2 separate regions of the Gossypium arboreum genome follow, and region 2 is linked to region 1. A link is a contact called in public Hi-C data. All regions are on one chromosome and are shown on one strand. Each heading gives the region's core, a stretch centred on a gene start, on an enhancer-like site or on the middle of the called end of the contact. The rest is flanking DNA. Distances are from core to core; before and after follow the strand shown.

Region 1 (6,838 bases), core at 4,205-6,704:
GCTTCGAAGAAAACTCCAAGGCCCTATGCCAGTACCTATTATGCAGGACAATGTTAATGAGAAAGTGTTAGAATCATACAGAACTTTCCCAAATTTAAAAAAAAAATGAAATTTTCTATTTTACTGATAGGAAAACACCATAAAAAATAAATGAAATCATAAATGAACTATATTACCTCAAAAAACTAGCAAACACACACAAACTCATAAAAATGGTCAAAGCAATCTAGATACCAATAGAGCCATTGTTGGAGGATAGTACGAACAAACAAAATATGTTCATAATAGCAACCAAAACTTAAGAAAATGACAAGAAAATTAAACCAATTAAACCGATCCAATTCACAAAACTACTTGTAATCTTTCTAGATTTTATTAGCAATTCCACCCCTTTGAAAAACTTAACCTACAAAGGGATCATTTCAAGCTTCCTGGTACCAGAATGTCACTAGTAGATCTAATCTCCACAAAATAACACAAGTGCATATAAAATGGTAGACCCAGAAACAGAAAGTGGACTTATTTCAAAATCTTAAGTTGTTTAACAGGTTCAGGCAAACCTGATTTGACCATGGCTTATCAAACAACAACAACGATGAGAGTAGCAACAACCAGGGGTTTTAAAAACAAAAAATGAAGTAGAAAAGAAGAGGAGCAGAAGCAGGAGAGAAAGAAAAGTCGTTCGGTGCTTCTCTGATAGGTGATGACACTGAAATAGGTTATGACGACATCGGAGCAAGGTGACAAGAGGAGGAGAAACCCAACAGGATTTCAAAGAGTTCTCAGTGAAAAAAATTAGAGGAAATGAAAGAGCAAGAGGAAAAAGTTGATCGGTACCATTATTTGGACCAAAGAACAAACTTCGGTGACAATGCCAGAGTGGAGCATGCTGGCAGCTGCTAGGGTTGGAAAAGAAATGAGGAGGAGAAGAAAAGAAAAAAAAATAAGATGGGAACGAGAATGAATAAAAGAAAAGGAAAAAGGAAAAAAAAAGAAAAGAAAAAATGAAATAGAAAAATAGATTATGACATAATCATGCCACGTGTCACAATCCTATTTTGCCACCTATCTCAAATTTAACGGCGTTAAAAAAAGTACCAAACTAGTTGACGGAAAAAAAGTTCGGGTATCAATCTGGGATAAAAAAAACCTTAAGTACCAATCTGGGAGAAGCGGATAAGTTCATGTAGCAATTTTATATTTAACCCTAAATTTAAAAAAGTTTTTATACTTAAATAACACTATGATAGGTACAACTTAACAAGCAAATGTTTCTAAAATAATAGTAAAATTAACAATTAAACAAGAGTTATATAATATCCAAACAATAACAAAAAAATAGGAACAATATAATAGTGAAATGGTAGCAAAACAATGGGAAAACAACAGCAAAATAGCAGTTTTTTTTTCAAATTCAAGCAGGGTCGGACCTGAGCCAAAAAATCTTACCCAAGGCCTAACCCGTTTTCTAAACGGGCATTTTTTTGTCAAAACTCATTTTTCAGGCCTATAGTTTTACCTTAACCCTCCCACTTTTTAAGTGACCTGGCACACGAACAAGTCTACTAAATATGCATCATTTATGTATATATATATATATGTGTGTGTGTGTGTGCGCGCGCGCGCGTGTGTGCGTGCCCATGTGTGATCCAAAGGAATTAGTGTCGTTGACATTTTAAAAATCTGCAATGTTAATTAAACTCAATTTATAATATTATTAAAATAAAAAAATTATTTCTCAATTTATAATATTATTAAAATAAAAAATTATTTCTCAATTTATAATATTATTAAAATAAAAAATTATTTTTCTTTTAAGGCATCTTAAATACAATATAACAATAGATTCAAACAACTAAAACATATTACTAAAAATTTTAAACACATTAAATTTATGTTACTTAAGGAATTTGATATGATGAAAATCGAAATTATTAATATTTGGTAACTAAAAAAATATGAAATTTAGTTAGAAATTTGAGATTGAAAATTAAGAGAAAATAAACTTGAGAATGAAATGAGATTGGGAAGATATACAGGAGTGCAAAAGGGTAATATTACTTTCTTCTTTTAAAAAATTGATTTTACCGTTGATAAAAACCAACAGTCACGATTTGCTATTTTTATTTTTTAGAATTCGCAATGGGTTGAAATTCAATTTATAGAGCGGCTAGAATTGAAGAATCAAGTTAAATTTTGAGTTGGAGTCACTTTGTTATGTGTTGAACAGAGTTAAAGAAAAGTAGTCTTTCAAATGGCAGCAAAAACCTCCGTGATGTGGTATCAAACATAAAGATGATATTATTTACAGCAATAACATACAGAAGAAGCAGATATTGAAAGGTACCCCATAAAATAAAAGAGAGGTGAGCGCTCCAAGTTTTCTCGAGCCTTACAAGTAACACAGACGCTAAACAATTTCCCACGCAAAAAAAAATAATAATGATTTTTAGGCAAAGCAATGTGGTGTCAAGATATGGAGTGTCTCCTATCTTTGCTGGGTCTTGTTCGACCTTTGGCACTGGAAGGGACGAAAGGATAAAGCCGTCCGAGTTTCTTGGAAACTGAATTCATAAATGATTTTTTAGGCAAAGGAGGCTTATCAGATGATGGCGTAATACTTCCCATGGGACTGCTTACTGCAGTTTTTGCTGATGTTGATTTTTCTATTTCTTTCAGTCTCATTTTCATTTTCACTAGCTCTAGTTTCAAGTCCTGGTTCTCTCTTTTCAAGCTGGACAGTTCACCTGAAACTGGATGGACATCAGTAGGGTATAAATTCACCTTGGAAGGAATGACAGCAGGGGAATCTCCACTTCCATTCATAACATCTCGAAGGCGTTGCTGCTCATGGTAAAGGACTTGAACCACGGTCTGCACTGGAAGACGGTCATTCTGAGCCGCATGCGCGCAGGCCTCCCTCGAGAGTTTCTGGCAATCCATTAAACTGCAAACTTTCTTCCTCTCCATGTCAGTAATAGTGGGGTGGGCCTATTGATTGTAATCAAATCAGTGAAGGAATATATGTATGGTGGATCAAAAAGATCATAACATTAACAATTATACTGAAAAGTTGTGAATCTTGATAGTAGTAATATTATCTTGTATGCAAATGCTTCAAGATCACCATTACTGCTATGTGTACAAAGTCTTGGAATAAAGTTGCAGCAGATTCTTAAGATGGAGATTTATGTACCTTGAGGTAGATATCTATGGCTCTATACATCCCATCCTCTGTTACCCTGGATTGTTCCGGAATGAGTTCAGCAAGACCGATGAATTTCGAGATAGGTAGATTACGGTCAGATGCTATTTCAGCTAGGTAGCTCTCCATTAGCTTTCCCACCCTTTCCATGTCACTTGGTGGGGGAGAAATGTACTCATCATCTTCTTTGTATCCAAAATGGTGGCCTTCAGTTTCATATTCAACGTAGTTCGTCAGGATCCGCTGCATGGTGTCCACATCAAATAATGTATCCCCGGTAACAGAATATGCAGGAATCAAGAGATCATCCAAAACAGCCTGTCCTAATTGCAAGGCCATCCTTCTCTCCAAATCAAGTCGACAAGCAACAGTTGTTTCAAGGTATATCGCTGCACGAAGCAACACTGATAGAAAGCTTACGGACATCGCATTTTTCTCCCTAGGCAGAAGACTCACTATGGTTTCCAACACAACCCTTTTCTCGTGTTCTTGTCGCGGCTCAATTTTCTTCCTCCCCTTTCCAAATACTTCCTGCATGAAAAAAAGAGTCTGCACTTTAGACATCAAACATATATCTAGTAAAGAAGTCCATCATGTTGGTATGGGTGTCTCACCAAACCTCTAAGAGCCTTTTGTGCATAAAGCATAAGCACTGGACCAAGATCATATTGTTTAAACCCTCTTGCTACCATTGCAATAAGAACCCGTTGGAAGATGTCGATTCGAAGAACAGCTAAATCTTCAGCCCACCAATCGACAATTGATCTCGAGTTAGTGGTTGTCAAAGAAATGGTACCATCATTGCCACTATCAGACCTGCTAGACATATAAAACTGGCTCTCTTTGCAAGCTAAATACGCGATTGCGTCAATGCACCGGCTCACTAATTTAACTTCCTCTGCAATAGGGAGGAGGCTTTCAGACATATGTAACACAGAAACTGCTCCTGCTAGACTCTTAAGTGCCACTTCATTCAAGTAGGCTTCAGTTCTTCCCACAAGATTTCCGACTGCATAGTCCTCAGTCATCTCGAGATACTCGGCCGCACATCTTAGCATGGCAATGTTTTCGCTGCTTATCTCGAAATTTATCCCATAACAGAATTTAGCTGCTAGTTCAAATGAATCTGCTCCACCTGGAACATTGGGGATTTCTATGATTGAATGATCAGCATCATTGGATTCCGTTACAACTTTTCTTACGTATCCAGACTTAGATATTAATGGAAACTGCAATTCAAGTAGGAAATAAGTTCAAAAAGTGCACGGTTCTGCCATATATACAACAAAATATAGATGCCAACTTGTCTATAAATGGTACTAAATAAATACAAACATCAACTGTGTCCGATTAGCGACCATGGTTACAACACTACGGCTGCTTGTCATTCTGATAAATGGAAATACATGAATTAAAGTGTTTGATTTCTACCTTATGCAGTGAGAAAGAAACTCCTCCAACTTGGACAGTGACATCACTGGGAATCTCCTGAGAGAAAATCCTGGAAAAAACAACAAAGAGATCAGGTTATCAACTTCAGCAGCCACTTCATCAAAAATGATCCCTGTTACTGAAAGAAAAGGGAATAATACTGATACCACTCGCTGGTTCTCTTCATGGCTGTGGAAAGAAGCTCCTTTTTAGATGACATGTTAAAACTAGTAGGTGCAATCTCCTCCTTAACAAAATCCACCATGGAACACACTCAACTGATTTTACCATGATCTTATCTCTATCTCCATCAAGCCATAGATAATGAGAACCTTGGCAGTTGGCACAGAGAAATTCGGACACGATGCTTATAACTTTACAAGGTTGTAAGGAAGCAACAAAAACATGTCATTTCCTTCAATGTTTTGTCTCTTCTTCTTTTGCCTTGAATGTTTAAATGAGAAGCAGAAGCAGGAGCTATCATCTCTCTAAATCTCTAATGAAACTGCATTATCTAACTTCAGCCTTACAAAAAAAGCCATCAGAAATGGGGAATTCCCAAAACTAGGCCTCACAAGGAAACTAGAGGGCAGGGTGTACGGTGGACAAGGTTTAAAATGAGTGGCAATTTTGGTAATAGTGGAATGAAATGAGGTGAGTGCATGAGAAGATAGATGAAGATTAACAGCGTGTGGTGTGGGTTATAGAGATGAGATGGCTCCAACTTCCTTGGCGGCTAAAGGTCGAAAGCTTGTAAGTGGGAAATATTCCCATCCACAAATGTTCCCATCTATCTCTGATAAAATTTTATGTTTTAGTTTTTACAGGATATTTAAAAGATTTAATGTTCTTACTATTTTTAAATATGTTACTCTTATATTGTTTTACAGTGTAATAATGGAGAAAACATTTTTGACTACTTTTGTAGTCATCATATTAACATTCCAAGTCTAGCCCTTGTGTAATTGGTGATGTGAGCGACAACTTGTTCGCCACTGTAACTAGTCTCCAATCAGCAGCAGTAGGAAAATGATAGAAGAGATCAGTTTGTCCCTACATTTTGAAGGCAGCAGATAACTGGGTGTATATTTGCTAAAGTTGGGTAGAAATTCTCAGAAACTAATGAAAAGCGTGATCATCTGTTTTACGCAATTTAAATTAAGGGTCCCCTTCATAACGTTGATAGTTGATTTGGTCGCCAATCCATGGTAAGATTTGATATGAAGTAGTGGGATTATAATTCATATCCATTTCACAGCTATTCCCGGCCCCATCCTTTGGATTTTCTGGTTATACCAACATTAAAAGGATTTTTGTATTTAGTTGCAGGCAATTGTCCCATTTTCTCAACTATTATGTTATTCTATCAAATTTTGACTCTTGGTGCAATCAAGTTAAAAGGACTAATGCTAATGGGCACCATAGCTACTGGAAACTTTTACACATTAAAAACGGGGTAATTTAACCATGAAATGCAAAAGCTTAAGTTATTAAATGCCTTCTTTTAATAATTCCCGGCTATTTCATCAAATATGCAGCTCAATTCTTGAAATTTATTTATTTTCTCCTTATACTTCAACACACTAAGCTACTCTTCACCTTGTTCACATCAACATTATTTTCTTCCTAAGAAAACGTATTTTTTTATTTATTTAAGGGTTATGTAAATATTATGAATAGTTCTAGACATTTTAATATTTTTGACTCAATTCATAATACTATTTAAATTTGTCATTAATCGGACAATGTGACAATTTTACAAAAAGACTTAAATCATAAAATGGTACCTAAATTGTACTTTTTTTTTCTCAAGTTGCTATTTATTTATTTATTTGGTAACATAGTATAGTTTAATACCACTTGTAACCAAAATTAATTTAAGTACCAACTTGAGAAAATAGGTATAGTTTAGATAACATTTTGTGATTTAAGCCTAAAATAAAGTAATTTTAAGCTCTAGCATTTAAGATTTTATTAATTTGATTATTACTCTTCAAAAATGCATATAAAAATTTTAAAAATAATTTTTTCATATTTTCAATAAAGATCCTAAAAGTTGAAATTGTAAAAATTTTCCAAAAATTTTTAACCTTTAGATATCAATGTGAAATCTTGCATCATAATCCATATATACTTTATTGTTGACATGGCACTATTTTATTTTGTACAATGTATTAGCAAATATTTTAAAATTCAAAATTC
Region 2 (6,646 bases), core at 3,810-6,309, 840 kb before region 1:
CGACTTACCTGATGAAAGCCTCCACTGAGGTAGACATTTCTTTATAACCAAATCTTCTTGAGCTAAGTTTTCCAAAATTTCCTTTCCCTTATTTTTGGATCTCGTCGACCTATCCTTTTCCAAAGCAGTATCATCATCTTCCTCTTCAATCTAGGTCAATGCCTTAAATCGGGATCCCGAGAAATCCTCTCCTAGTCTATTCTTTCTAAGTTTACGAGATTCTCTTGGTTGTCTCCTGATTTTTCACTCCATTATCATCCAAGGTCCAAATGGCCCTTCATCCACCACAGTACCAGCATCCGCCATAGCCATATCTGCCATTAAATCTTTTCCGACCGGATTAGTCACAACCTCTTTCGCCCATGTACAAGCTTCCTTAAAATGACCGTACCGCCCACAAGAGAAACAAACCACCGGTAACGATTCATATTCGATGCGTTGAATATTTCCATTAATTAGGACCTGTGAAAGCAAAGGTTTTCCCAGATTAATGTAAACAGCCATACGAGCATATTTTCCTCTCGCTTTGCTATCCGTATTGAAATCCAATTTTGCATTCTTGCCAACCATTCCACTAATTTCCCACAGTATTCTCTTTTTGTACAAATGTCCTGGAAGACCTGGGAATTTGATCAAGGTCATTACCACATTCGGGTAAGGTTGTGCGAGATTGAACTCTGTTGTCTAGGGTTATACAGTCAGATATTGACCGTACATGATCCATGGTCCTTGGGTTAAAAGCTTCTCATAATCCTCTGAATTCTGGAATTTAACCAGGAAATATCTGTTCTTAATATCCATCAATTGGGATGACATGGAAGGCTTCCGTAATCCATAAATCTGATTTTGGAGTGCTGCAAATCCAATTTTTTGCCCCAATAACTTAAGCACCAGTGAGGTAGACATTTCTTTAATTAAAAGTTGATTAACCCGATCCAAAAACTCAATCGATGGAACTCCGTTAATAGATGACCTTTTGATATCTCCATCAAGAAAATGCAAAATCATCATCCGTTTCAAGACTGACCACTTTACTCCCCCTTTTTGATCATGCAATCTTTTACCGAAAAGCTTCTCTTTCTAGGAAAACGACGACAAAGGATTCGAATCAACAACCATCTCTGGATCCGATCTTGAATCTGTCTCTTTAAACCGCACCTTTTTAGTATTCCGATCACCAACAGAACACGAACCATCCCCATTGTCACCACAAAGAGGATTCGACATCTTCTATTTCAATTCTAAACACAAATTTCTGTTTAAAATACATAAAACTAGTTAATTTAGGAATAATATATAATTTGCCCCTGAACATATCCATTTGTATCTAGTTAGTTAGTTCTTAAATTTTTTGGATCTAATTAGTCTTTAAACTTGTATTCCGTCAACCAAGTTGGTCCTTCCACACTAGAGGTGCTAACGGGCCGGGCTCAACTAAAAATTTAGGTCTATTTATTAAGCTCAGGCTATCGGGCCCAAAATATAGGCTTAAAATTTCGCTCAAGCTCGACCCAAACAAAAATGCTAAAACCCGGGCTCGATTCGGCCCGCCCATATTAATTTTTTATATTATTTTATATAATTTTTAAATATATATAATACATCAAAATACTAAAAATCAAAATAAATATTTTCCAACAAATTGAAAATAAATTTTAAAAAATATGTAGACTTAAATAGCATTAAGATAGATACAACTTAACAAGCAAATACCTCTAAAATAATAACAAAATTAACAAATGCCTTTAAAATAATAACAAAATTAATAATAAAATAAGTTTTATACAATATTCAAACAATAACAACAAAATGGTAGCAACATAATAGTAATATGGTAGCAAAATAGGAAGAAAACAAGAAAATAACATTCAAAAACAAAAAAAAAATGGCAGATTTTTTTTGTCATTTAGTGAATTCGGGTCGGGCTGCCAAAAATACTTTACTGGAGGCCGACCCGTTTTTTAAACGGCCATTATTTTTTTATCCAAGCCTATTTTTCGGGCTTATATTTTTGCCTAAACCCTCCCACATTTCGGGTGGACCTTCGGGCCGGGCCAGGTAGCCCGACCCATGAGCAGGTCTATTCTACACTAACATTGTTAGTTTGTGATGCCATGATATTTCTAGCCAATTTGGAGGTGTCATGTGACAACCTCTCAAAATGACACATGGACAACATAATTTATATATTTATATATATTATTTTAGTTTATGTTTGCCACATGGCACATTAAGAGGTTACCACGTGGGATCACCAGATTAGCTAGTAGTACCATATCAGCACAACTAATAATGTTGTACAAAAGTATTAATATAGTTGATGGAATACAAGTTTAAGGACTAATTAGATATAAAAAATTTAGGGACCAACTAGGTAAAATGAACAAGTTTAGGAATCAAATTATATATTAACCCTTTAATTTATTATAAAATTAAACAGCGCTAAATATTTGTTTTAATAATAAATATTCCAGCACCCCAATCTCGGTTTAGCTGAATTCAAAACAAGCAGTAAACCTCCAGCGATATTCGGTTTTGACAGACATAGAGATAGGGTTGAGACTTGAGAATTTTTCTCTGATGGATGGATCGCTTACACTTGATTCAACTCTGGGGTTTTTGACTGGATGTTGTTCTACAAAAAATAACAGTGATTGAAGGGTAATCTATGAAGCGATAAAATGCTACACCTATGGCTAAAGCTAGTTTACAGATGATGACAGAGTTTAGCCATTCGTTAGGGAATGATGGCCTGTACCTGATGGAACGTAATATCGAACCAAGTGAATGTGAGTGGTGTCTAACTCTGATTGGCCTCAACATATCGTATCTGAATGGTGTCTGACGTTACCATTTTCTTAACTATGTTATATGTTCAACATGATGTCCAAAATTTATGGTTCACGTAGAGATAGGGTCGTCCAATGAATTCAAGGAGCCATCAATTGACAGATTGGGTTGTTTAATTACTGCCATCATTCTGGGATGCAAATGAAGTTTCAATTTCAAAAGCTAATCCTAGCTCAGAGTCCTACCAATCTAGAACCTCTGGGATTCTGATTGTTCTTAAAGAGGGGAATACTTGTACTGAGTTTGCAACTTTCAAAGGGTGCATCGGAAAGAAGGCTGTAAAAGGAAATAAGATGAATAGATGCAAAGATGAGGAAAACCTAGAACTCTCACTCCTCATATGTCTATAACTTTCATATGCAACCGAGTCGATTTAATTGAACAAAAGCATACAACATTTGGGTTTAGCTTGTATACGAGGAGAGGGCAAGCCATCCTTTCAAGTACCAGACAGCTTGGGTTCTACCAAGAAAATGGTCGGTCCTTAAAAACACTTTCTTCTTTTTATCTGTCAAATGTGAGGTACGGTCCCAGTAGGGGACCAAAGTTCTCATAATTCTACTCCCAGATGCACCTGGCTCATCTCCAGAACTCTTCTTCGTCCATTGAAATAATTGGCCTATGCCACGTTGCCATCTATCTAATGCACCGTAATCAACGGGTTTCTAAGATGATCCTGATAAGGAAAATAAACAACCAGAAAAGAGAAATTAGACACACCTTCTCTCTGGTCTAAAATCTCATCTTAGCACTACAATTGCTAATGTGAAAAACGCTAAAGACAACATAATATATGGAGTTTCCAGAAAAAAAAGAAGAAAATAGGCAAAGCAAGTGACAAACGAAGTGGGGCTAGGCATAATTTATAAAATTTTAAATTAATAATAGTAAAACTATATTTTAATTTTTAAAAAATAATAAAATTATATTTAATCTTTAAAAAATTATAAAATATTAATTATTAATCATAAAAATAAATAATTTAAATTTCAACCCAGGAAAAGCAAGCAATTAATGACCATTGGCAGCCAAAATTGCTACTGAAAGTCGACAATGATCTCTTGAAAGTTGAAAATCGAAAGCCCATTATAGGTAACCATCTCAGTCTGGGTGGCGAAGAACACTAACAGGTGACCATATCTGGTTTAACCATTGATGTTTTAGAAGAAAACAAGTTGCAGCTTAAACTGGTGCTCCAAACATTCTAAAAACATGGTCTGATCTTCATCACCTAAATTCTTCCGAGTTTATAATCTTTAAATATAATCCATTTGAATGCACCGTTTCAACTCTAAAAATCCGCCCTTCCTTGGCCATTTGCAGCAGCTGGTTGTGAAAGGAATATTCATGTTTTAATGTCTTCTTTCAGTGTGTGTAAGAACCATCAATGTTGCCCACCATATTTGGCCATGATTCAGTCCAAAGTTCTAGGCTTTGGTTTAGCTGAAGGTAGGAAAAAAGTTAGTATGTGAGATAATAAGGAAACTCATGAGCCATGGAAGTTGCCGACGTTATTTAACATTCATTATCAGATGAATGATTGACATCCATGACTGTAGCAGCGATAGTGATACTGGACCATAGGAATTGATTGAACGTTGACAGGTTACTAAAATAAAATAACAGAAGCTAAGTGTGACCGTCCACACTAATCCGAAAAGTATTGCTAACTCTAACCCATTGGATTTGAGGGCTAGTTTATTACTGTTTTTGAAACTTGTGAAAAAATATTTTTGAAATTTTTTGGCTAATTTACTAATTTCACTTAAAAAATTTTGATATTTATAAAAATGACCTAGATTCAAAAACAATTATTAAAATAATTTGAAATAAACAATATTTTTGGGTATTAGGAACCCAATGACCGGCACTACATAGTATTTTGGTCCCATGATTGCTTAATGATTGTGTCAGGCTTTAAAAAATTAATTTTTTTTTAGTTTAGAAACCTAATAGTCGACACCAGGATATTTTTTTAAAATCGTATCATACTAGAATATAAAAATACCAATATTTTAAAAAAAAATATTGGTTCTGGCCATGTAATTGTTGGCACCAGAGATGTAAAAAAAAAAAAAAAATTGGTGCTGACAAGTAAATGGTTGGCACCAGGTACTTTTTTCGTGTCCCAATGTAATTTTTTTTTTACTTTGGTACACTGATGGCTGGCACCAGTTAAGTTTAAAAAAGAAAATTTGGGTGTTAACCATGTAATGGCCGGCACCAAGTACTTTTTCCGTGTCCCAATATTTTTTTTTTGAACACTGATGGGTGACACCAATTAAATTTTTTAAACAAAGAAAATTTTTTTTGGGTGTTGGCCATGTAATGGCCGACACCAAGTACAATTTTGGCTCCCAATGTAAAAATAAAAATAAAAAATAAAAAATTGGAAACTGATGGCTGGCACCAATTAAAATTTTTTAAAAATAATTTTTTTGGTGTTGGCCATCTACTGGCCAGCACCAGGTACTTTTTTCATGTCCCAAGGCAATTTTTTTTTTTACTTAGGGACACTGATGACTGGCACCAATGAATTTAAAAACAAAAATTTTAGTGCTGGCCAGTAGATGGTCGACACCAAATTTATCAAATATATATAGGTATTTTATCTTTTATTTGAGTTTTTTGTTTGCTTTATTAATTGAAAATCAAGATTAAAAATATTAGTTTTTTTCTTTATTTAGAATGAAGCAAAAAAATTTTAAGATAAGTTCTAAAATTTTGTTTGTTTATGTTCATTTCAATAGAGAAATGATAAATACAACTGAAGAAGGCCGTGTATTTCAAAGTAGAAAAAAAATAGGAATGAGATTCAACAAGCGTATTTCGCTGGCAGATTTAAAACGAAAAATTAGTACAAAGATAGCAACCCATTGTAGAAAGCAAATGTGAGATTGTTTTACAAATTTCTGATTTCAACTGATCCGCTCAAGTTCTCCAAAATGGAGCTTAAAGATGATGATGATCTAGAGACAATGATAGCAATTTATTGCCCCCCTGAGATAGAAAATCCCAACCCTGTTGAGTTGTTTGCGGAGATAGCTAAATCGAATCCTATTCAAGTTGTAACTCCAAGAAGCTAGTGCTCTGGAATTGATTTTGATCTTAAAGTCTCCTAGGAAAATCAGTCGGGTTTTGGACGGTCAATGCCAACTCCCGAAAATCCAAACACCGGTGGATGTTCGTATAACATCCCAAACTCATGTACTCGTCTAGAGATCCATTCAGAGGTGTTGGCCACCATAGAATATGGTGATGAAGAGTCTGATAATGATGATCAGTCCCACTGTGATTCCAACGATGATTTTAGTGACCTCGATTTGGATGACATCCTTGAAGCATAGACAAAGAAAGGCTGATGGAGGGTGAAAATGTAAACCTCTATTTGGCCGTGAACACGGGCCCTGGTATAGTTATAAGAAATAATCCAGGGTCCTTCATAACTGACGTGGATCCTGATGCGGCTCTTGCAGGCGAGTTCTCGGAATATACAAACATTGTGCTGGCTCACCTACTTGATATTGAATTCGGCGATGAAGAGTTGTTTGTAGGACAACAATTCGATAACCAACAAAACTGTTTACATGCTATAAAACAACTTAGCTTGAAGTTAGGTGTGGATTATAAAGTAATGAAGTCGACGTAGTTTTTGTACGTAGGAGAATGTTGGAAAGCGTCAAGTGGTTGTAACTGGCATGTTTGAGCCGCGTTAATGCAGCAAACACAGATGTGGATGATAAAGAAACTAGAAGGTCCACACACATGCACGTCTACTCGTATGTCGCAAGACCAT

Evidence for each region. A called contact is a pair of places that touch in the nucleus more often than the background predicts.
Region 2: a Hi-C map of leaf shows a contact between it and region 1, with 3 times the contacts expected there. The contact joins the enhancer-like site here to the promoter of LOC108477214 in region 1. A contact is called at or near these places in 3 of 5 Hi-C or Micro-C datasets (all in leaf).

What each region holds. Positions count from the first base shown.
Region 1 is chr12:34,340,775-34,347,612 of ASM2569848v2, reverse strand. LOC108477214 (BTB/POZ domain-containing protein SR1IP1) reads right to left here and starts at 5,454. Exons shown (of 5, transcript XM_017779693.2): 1 at 4,804-5,454; 2 at 4,637-4,706; 3 at 3,820-4,434; 4 at 3,197-3,736; 5 at 2,279-2,991. The coding sequence starts at 4,901. The coding sequence ends at 2,470.
Region 2 is chr12:35,178,439-35,185,084 of ASM2569848v2, reverse strand. No RefSeq gene overlaps it. Among protein-coding and RNA genes, the nearest start is that of LOC128286014, 47 kb to the right of the region's middle. Within about 2 kb of position 5,059, at least 2 of the 2 cell types and tissues checked have an H3K27ac peak or open chromatin away from gene starts, as enhancers often do. A contact at or near this core is called in leaf, where this site is marked.